3 separate regions of the Sus scrofa genome follow, and regions 2 and 3 are each linked to region 1. The links are chromatin contacts, called in public Hi-C and promoter capture Hi-C maps. All regions are on one chromosome and are shown on one strand. Each heading gives the region's core, a stretch centred on a gene start, on an enhancer-like site or on the middle of the called end of the contact. The rest is flanking DNA. Distances are from core to core; before and after follow the strand shown.

What was found. Promoter capture Hi-C pulls out the DNA fragments that hold promoters and counts their contacts. Hi-C and Micro-C count contacts between places; a contact is called where the count stands out from the background.
Region 2: a promoter capture Hi-C map of fetal liver shows a contact between it and region 1, with 5 times the contacts expected there. The contact joins the promoter of SSBP2 here to the promoter of ATG10 in region 1. A contact is called at or near these places in 2 of 5 promoter capture datasets (fetal liver and liver), 10 of 47 Hi-C or Micro-C datasets (alveolar macrophages, embryonic fibroblasts, fetal heart ventricle and 7 more) and 2 of 2 datasets of contacts at active chromatin or transcription factors (alveolar macrophages and skeletal muscle).
Region 3: a contact with region 1 is called in a Hi-C map of brain, with 7 times the contacts expected there. The contact joins the enhancer-like site here to the promoter of ATG10 in region 1. A contact is called at or near these places in 1 of 5 promoter capture datasets (liver), 5 of 47 Hi-C or Micro-C datasets (alveolar macrophages, brain, embryonic fibroblasts and 2 more) and 2 of 2 datasets of contacts at active chromatin or transcription factors (alveolar macrophages and skeletal muscle).

The regions. Positions count from the first base shown.
Region 1 is chr2:90,435,707-90,438,375 of Sscrofa11.1, reverse strand. It overlaps ATG10 (autophagy related 10), which reads right to left and starts at 1,349. Exons shown (of 5, transcript NM_001190281.1): 1 at 1,321-1,349. LOC110259416 (a long non-coding RNA gene) reads left to right here and starts at 1,662. Exons shown (of 4, transcript XR_002341795.1): 1 at 1,662-1,908.
Region 2 is chr2:90,261,943-90,264,611 of Sscrofa11.1, reverse strand. SSBP2 (single-stranded DNA-binding protein 2) reads left to right here and starts at 1,322. Exons shown (of 16, transcript XM_021084508.1): 1 at 1,322-1,646. The coding sequence starts at 1,585.
Region 3 is chr2:90,580,985-90,583,653 of Sscrofa11.1, reverse strand. All of the region lies in intron 4 of ATG10 (autophagy related 10), which reads right to left. Among named protein-coding and RNA genes, the nearest start is that of RPS23, 98 kb to the left of the region's middle. Within about 2 kb of position 1,318, at least 37 of the 83 cell types and tissues checked have an H3K27ac peak or open chromatin away from gene starts, as enhancers often do. A contact at or near this core is called in brain, where this site is marked.

The DNA of each region.
Region 1 (2,669 bases), core at 100-2,599:
ACATAAATAATCAAACTGAGCCCAGGCTTAAGAAAACTACTTATAAACTTTACCCTATTTGTTTTTCCTAAGGCGTTGCTTATCTTTCTCAGAAACTTGAAAGCATTATCTTCTAACATTCTATACCCAGTGAATCCAGTTTAAAACTAGGGAAAATTGTTTCTACTAGTTTCAATTAAATTACCAACAATTTTCAAACCTTGTAATAGCAAGACTCTAATTTGCATTTCTCAGTACTCAACATTTATTTTTTTGGCCAAGTTTTCACTTTGTAAAAGTCTCTTCCTGTCCACATTTGACCCTTCAAAAGCAAGAAGGAAGGTTTCTATGTGGGATCCTAATAACGTAACTGAGTACTACAAAGGGCCTGCCTATGTTTTCCAATTCTGAAAAGTATAAACTGAGGTTTTGCCACTAAAGACTGGAGGTCATTGGCAAGTACAGTTTTTGAAAAGCTATAAACATGATTCATACAAAGTGAGCCTGTGGCAAGAATTTACTGAACTCATAATGAAGGAGCAAGATGAATGGTAAAAATTATAAAAATCTTGGAAATAGAGTAATAAAACTACAACCTTCAGTAGTATTTTTTTTTTCTCCCAGTCAGAAATTGCATCTCCATTAGACAGAAAAATGTAACTGCAAAGCCTGGGCCCTACTCAATACTGTCAGGCAAAAGTATAGTCTTCTAATAATTACTTGATTCAGGCAAGCCTGTTAGACAAGGCTCTATTTTGACTTTGAAACAACATGTAGCTATCCTTTTGCATTTTCAGAGATGAGATGTTTATAATTTTCACAATGGTGAAAACTTTTCATCACAAAAGTTTGTTTTCATAAATAAGTTAACTGCCCCCCTTTCCCCCTCTTTCATGATTTCTGATACTATGAGTAGATAGGTTATTTGGAATTAAAAACTCCTGCTACTTAATAAACCTAAAACTTCAAATTAAGTGGGACTTGACCATTGGAATCGCCAGAAACTTAATACACTTTCAAGGTTTCGAGGCAAAAACTCTCTATCCCGGTACAGGATTCAAACACAGTACTGTAACTACCTAAGTCAGGGTAAGGTGACCATAGCTGCCCAGGAGCGCTGTCACACCAGCACTAGCGGCTCGCCCCCACGCCGCAACTCCAGCGCGACCCGGCCTTCATTTCACTGACCGAAGCCCCGCTTCCTCGGTCTTTTGTTCAGAGTTGGATTGTTTCCCGCCCACCCGTACCCGTCTTTCCTCTCTATCCTAGGAATGGGGTTAGGACCGTGAGGGAAACAGAGCCGGGAACAGGCGAGCAGCAAAAGCCTGTGGAAATACTCACCCCGCTCCACTCGGCCCCTGACCCCGGTCGCCCAGCCCAGCGGGGGCGGAGCGACGGGGCTGGGGGAGGGGAACCGGGGAGAAGGACCTGACGCTGTGCGAGGTACGGCCCAGTCAGCGGTCCCAGAAAAAAGAGTAATGGGCCTGGGGGGGTCAAAAGGACGGAGGTAGAAGAGCAGAGCCAGCAGCTGGGACGCCCACCACTAACAGGTCCTACACGTCCCTTAGCCGCCATCACCGAAGGCGACCCACTCAGAGCATGCGCAATGCACATCCCGCGCACCCTGAAACACAGCTCGCGCGGGCGGCTGACGTCGTGAGCTGCGTGCATTGGGCAGGGGCCAGGGGGCGTGACCTCCCTGAAGTATGCGACGGCCTCCCCCGAGGCCCCGCCCAGCAGTTTGCGGACCCAAGGGCCAGGCGGCGACTGTTTCCTCGGCACAGCACAAAGACGGCTCGTGAAGAGAGGTGCGGGCAGGTAGCTGAAGTCTGGGGGAGGGCGGTGCTGGCGGCTTCAAGAGCCTCTGCACACGCCCCTCCAACGAACAGCCAAATGTCTGGAAAATAAAAGGATGACCAGTGGAGAAAGGTAGGGCAAAAACAACGGAACTGAACAATTCCGTGCCCCTAGAATCTTCCTGAGAGGTTGGAGAACCGTGCCGGCTCTCACAACGCACACTGCAAAACTACTGTAAACACATTAAGCACAAGCACGACCCCTTTTAAAACTTAAGGACCGAGATGGAAGTTAGGGATTCGTAAATTGACAGTAGTACTGTCTGTGGCACAAACTCAGGGCAAGGGGAGGGAAATCTAGCAGCAGAATTAATTGGAGAGAAAGGTAAGGTAAAGGAAAGACAAGAAAAGCGTAGGAATAACAAGGGTAATCCAACTGAAATACTGAAAATGCAACGGCAGACATCTGAGGGAAAATAAGCATCTGCTCCTTTTAACACAACGGAATTAAATTTGTGTGAAAAGAAAGGAGTAAACACAGGCAAAGAAGTGAAAGGAAAACCTGCTTCAAACATACAGGGCATAGTTTTGATCTTGCACGACGGTTGTGTAAGATATCACCGTTGAAGAAAGGTGATTGGGTACACAGGACTCTGTACTATTTTTGCAATTTCCTGTTTGCCTATCATTACTGCGAAATAAAAAGGTCTTAAAAAGTGAAAGAACACTGATCAGTGGTGACCACGGCAAGGGAATGACTAACAAGGGGCTAAAGGGAATTTGGGAAGATGATGGAACTGTTCTGTATCTTTGTTTGCCAAATCTTGTAAAAAGAATAGATTTTACTGCAGGTGAAATAGTTTAAAACTCAATTTAAAAAAGGATACTGCTAAC
Region 2 (2,669 bases), core at 73-2,572, 170 kb after region 1:
GATGTTTTATTCCTATCACTTGCTGTCAATACCCACACAAGCCCATTTCTTTCCATTCCATCTATCTCTGTATCTCCATATACATTTTTATGATCCTACTATAAAAGCTTTAAGGTGAATGTGAGGAATAGAAGGGTGCCTTTCCTCATTTGAATCCTATTTCCTCTCTCCTCCCATAGCTGTTCCATGTCTATTCGTCTTTTCCTGATGTTTTCCCCCATCTGACCCTCACCTGCACCCCCCCTTCCCCTGTCACTCCCCATTTGATGCCCATCTCTTCTTTTTAACCCCATTTGCACTCTCTCTGATTTTACATCCAAGGATCTCCACAAGATAAAGGATGGAGTTCTGTTGGGAAACAGGTTATGTGTGTTTTATAAACTTTTGTGCATTTACTAAAATGGGATTATGAGCTTGGATCCAGAAATATTCGGGCAGCCTTTTAGCTCTAGCAAAGCTTTGCACACCTTGAAGAACGGCTGGGGCCTATTCTCATAGACAAGGACAGGGAGGTCCTTAAAGGCTTCTAAGACCCTTTCCATTCCAAAGGTCAGGGTAAGTTGACATCAGTGACCAAGGCTGGAAAAGCAGGCACACCTGGGGCCCTTCTCTGCAGCACATCTGGCAGGGAAGCTGGTGAATGGTGCGCCGCGGGGCTCAGGTCTTAGGGGGACAGGATGGGGGCCACCGAGGCCCCATGAATCACAGGGCCATCTTTGGGAGGCAAGCTCATCTCTAAAGAGAGGAGGCAGGCCCGAGGCAGAGTGCTCCCCTGGGATGCAGGGCGCGGCTCAAGGGGCCAGGCGACGCCACCCCAGCGGCGCCAAGGGCCGGAGGCGCAGTCCCTCCCTGGCTCAGCCAGAAGGTCGAGCGCGTGTCTCCCTCGCCAGCCAGCCCTCTGGGAGCAGGGCGGGGGCGACACCCGGGGAGTGGGGCCGAGAGCGGCAGCGATCACCCCTGGGTTCCGGCGCGGGGGTCACAGACAGGAGAGGAGTGAGAGAAAGGGGCTGGTTGGGGGTCCCCGGGGCGGTTGGGTCGTAGGTCTGCCTGTGTGCTCAGCGGGCGCCCAGAAGTCTGGGGCCGCCACGGCTCCAGCTCCGCCGGCTAGTGCCGGAGACTCCAGGCCGCACTTTCCCCTCCTCCCGGCGCCTTCTCTCCAGTGAGGAGCCGAGCGCGGGCGGCGCGGGGGGAGGGGCGGCGACGGAGAGAACAGCCAGTTGTTTAAAATCCTTCTAGAGCAGTTTCTAATTCCCCCCTTGCGCCGGGGTTCGGAGGGGGGAGGGGGGAGAAGAGCGGGTGGAGGGAGGAGAGCGGAGAGGGAAGGAGGGAGGGAACCCGGGAGGGAGGGAAGGAGGGAGGAGACTGCCGCTTAGGCTGTGGCAGCCACCGCGCGCTTCGGCAGGCCGAAGGGAGGGGGAGGCCTGTCAGTCTCGCGCGTTGCCTGGGCGAAGGGGGCGGAGCCTTGGCGTGGGGCGGCCAATAGTGGGGGTGGCTGCGTGGGTCGCCATGGGGACGGGGCTGTTCCCGGGGAGGCTGTGATGGGTTGACAGGTGCGTGACAGTGGGAGCTGCTCTCGGCACAAGCATGTACGGCAAAGGCAAGAGTAACAGCAGCGCCGTCCCGTCCGACAGCCAGGCCCGGGAGAAGTAAGTGTCTCCGCTTCTCACCCACCTCCGCCTTCACACGCGCGCACACACACGCACTCGTACACTCTCTCTGAGGCACGCAGACACACAGACACTCTCCGCCCGGGGAGAACCGGGGGTGGGCTGGCAGGGGGAGGGGTACGCGAGGTGGGGGCATGCGATGAGGGGAGAGGCTGTTTCCCAGGAGGTGCTCTCGTGGGGCGGGCGGCCGTAGGGGGCTGCTGTCGGGAGGGAGCGAGTGTATTGGGGGGCGGCGGCGCTGCTGGTGGCGAGGATGGAAACTTGTTTGGGTGATTGAGGGAAATAACCCGTGGGTTCACCTCCTCATAAAGTAACTTTAAAACTAGGGTCTGGGGCTGCGGGGACGGAGAGCCACTGGGGGTCGCGGGGCCGGCGGGAGGGGGCAGGTGCGTGGAGAAGGGCGCGCGAATGGAATGTGTGTTTGGAGGGGCCGGCGGGGGTCGGGGCGGGCACCGCGAGGGGCGCCGCGGCGGGGGCTCGGGCGCCGGGGCTCGGGCCCGGGTGCGCCGGCCGAAGACAGGGCGGAGGTACCGGGCGCGCGGCGGGCGGAAGCCGGGCGCGGAGCGGCCGAGCGGGGCCCCGCGGGGCGCGGAGACGCGCGCGGGGCGAGGAGGGCGTGTGCGGGCGTGGGCCGGGTGGGCGTCGGGATTTTCCCCGGCCCGCGGAGCAACGCGGCAGTCGCAGCCACCGGCGCCTCACCGAGCTGGGGCATGGGGCGCCGGTGGTGCAGCTGAAGTTTGGGAGTCTGAGAAGAACCGAGTTCCCGGGGAGGAAAAGTGTGCTGGCGAGAAGCGGGATCTGCTGGGGCTGGGTGGCGTTTTTGCCGCTCGCAGGCGACCCAGCTCCGCGGCGGCTGCGGCTGGAGAACTTTTTTTGGAGACTTGCAGCCTCCCAAAGGTCTGGGGGCCGTGGCGGCCCGGGCGGGGGTCGCAGGGCGCGCGGAGGGGTAGCGGTGGGAACCGCGGCGTCCAGCAGGAGGAGGGCTGTCTGCGGTGGGGAGGG
Region 3 (2,669 bases), core at 69-2,568, 150 kb before region 1:
TAAAATGAGTAGGACAAATAATACATATGTCATATATGTATTATACACACACAGCTGTGAATAAAGCTTGTCAGTTTGTAGGTTTTTTAGTACTCACTATTAATTTCCTTCCTCTTTCTTTTTTTACCTTAAACCCTTACCTTCTGGCTTACCATTTTATCGGAGGTAAGTAAACAAATAACTTCTTGCTATAGTGCAGTATGTACATACGATTTAATGTGATGTGATGTGATATGACATGGGAGTGACAAGAACAACTGGTGTGTTAGCTGAGTCTTAGGCAATAGTTGGCCTGGTGGACACTGGACATGTAAAGGAGTAAGAGGTAACCACAGCCCAATGGATTTGCATTTCAAGAAACAAAATAACAATTTCTTCTGAAATCTAAGCCAGTTGATGAAAGAAAGGTATTGTCAATTTAAATGGGAACTACTTACTACTGCTTTACCTAAAAAAGAAAAGAGGTTCTGGAATGAAAATTCAGAGCAAAGCAGAGAAACTAATTTTTAGTAACAGTCAAACGCAAAAGAAGTTCTAAATATCTGTCAAAAACAAGGCTAAGTGAACTATTTTTGAAGCAACAACAACAACAAAAAGACCCCTGAGCAAGAAATTTTATAGCCATCCTTTTTCTAGGTCAGAAGTCTCTTAGAATGAGACAAAGAAAAATCTGGACCTGGAATAAAAGGAAGATGTTAGGAATCCATTCACCCCACTGATAGAGATTTGCTTAACAAAAAGATCAAAGGCCAGAGTAACCATGAAACACGTGAAGAAGGAATAGACTGAGGGGAATAAATGAAAAATTCTGACTCCAGAGTAAAGGGCAATACATTTTTAGAACACCCATTAGGTTAAGCTAGATAGAAAAGAGAAAAGGAATTATGAGGGTATGATAAAGAAAAGAACCATCTTCGTGTTTCTCCACAAGACAGCATTCAGTATGCTTTGCAAAAATTAAATTTGATATTTTAATGTACCTGGAAAACCACTACATGACTTCCGGAATTCAAAAATTCCTACTGTTCATTCTATATAACACAGAATATGAAGGGTGGAGAAGAAGAAATCCTCCTACATAAAACAAATGACTTGTTTTGGTTTCCTTTATAAAAGCATAAATGAAGAGCATCTTAAAAATATATAAATAGAATCCAAAATAGCTAGTTTTTTTTTTTAAAGAAAACCATAATGAAGAAAAGATCTTAGGAAGTATACAAATTTCATTAAAATATAATTGGACTTGCAGGAACAATTACTGTGCTGTACTGTAAGGGGAGCTGTTGGCACACAAGAGCAAAGCACACGTATGAGCTCATCCACCGGCCTCGGCAAGACCCACTTCCAGCTAGAAGCAGTCATGTTTCAACACCTCTGATTCCCTAATGCTGACAAGCTAAACAACTTGTTTTGTCTCTGGGAGCTCTTCTCTGGTGATTAACTGCTTATGGTGAATACTAATTATATGAAAGTACAGTATTGAAAAAGTAGTGTCCTATTTTCTCTACCTGCAGCCTCAAAAGACATGGCTTTAAAACTGGAAGGTACCAGAAAGAGCTACTGCAAACCAAACCAGAAGGACATTTTCCTCCCCCCACCCCAGCAAATAAATGTATCTCCTTCTACTTTTTAGTATAACACAGCTCACTGACAAGAAACTTCCTTTAACCTCTGGGATCCAAACCAAGCAGCATTACGATAAGGTGAGTGTTTTAAACACCTATAATAATCATATGGACAAATCTGCAGCAAGAGTTTGTGAATTAGTGAACTATCAGTGTCCTCAATTCCCCATGTCCCATGCTGAAAATTTACCCCAAATTGTCAGTTCTTAGGAACTGCACCTCAGATTAAAATCTTCTCACCAGGGAGTCTATGAGAATTTGTTCTTGTGTTTTAAATCCTAAGTGCTTGTTAAACCGCCAACACTGCAAAATTAGAGACCATTAAACAATATAAGGCAGCAAGTGATTAAATCTACCAAATACACATTCAAAGCAGCTTAAGCTACTTTTTAATTAAAAATAAAATATCACTGGCTAAATTCAGATGTCTTAGCTATCCAGAAAAGGTTAGAAGGCTGTTCAAAATGCAAAAGGCTGCTAAGTCCAGATAGAAAACGAGAAACAGGGGAGGGTGGGCTGGGGAAGTGGCTCTTCTTGTCCCTGAGTCCAGGGTGGAGGGGCCTCAAAATGCTGACCCAGTTTAGTCAGAGGACAATGTGAAGTGGGGAGTCCCAGCAGCACTGCAGGGTGAGGACTCCACGCGGCTGCTGATTAAATAAGCTTTATTAGCCAAGGCCTCAGAGGAGACAGGGTGTTCCACCTTGGCAAAGGGAATGAGTTGAGTAACAGCATGGCAGGAAGCTGAGGCATCAGAGATGTATAGATGGCTGAAGGAAATGTTAGCGCTATTTTAAAATACAGCTTAAACGGATTGATAAACAGTTCCTGAAATAATAATTAGTGCTTGGGGAAGGAGACATGGGTACTTTTGAGTTAATGGGATCACTTGAGATGGAAAGAAATCTTTACCGTAAAGTTAGAGTAAATAAACCTTGTAGCTTTAAGTTGTTCCTACTTGTTTAAAGTAAAGAAAAGAAAAAGGGCCAGGGGGGCTTAGTCAACGTTGGGCAGGAGGCCAAGAATCTGAAGATCAGACTTAAGGCT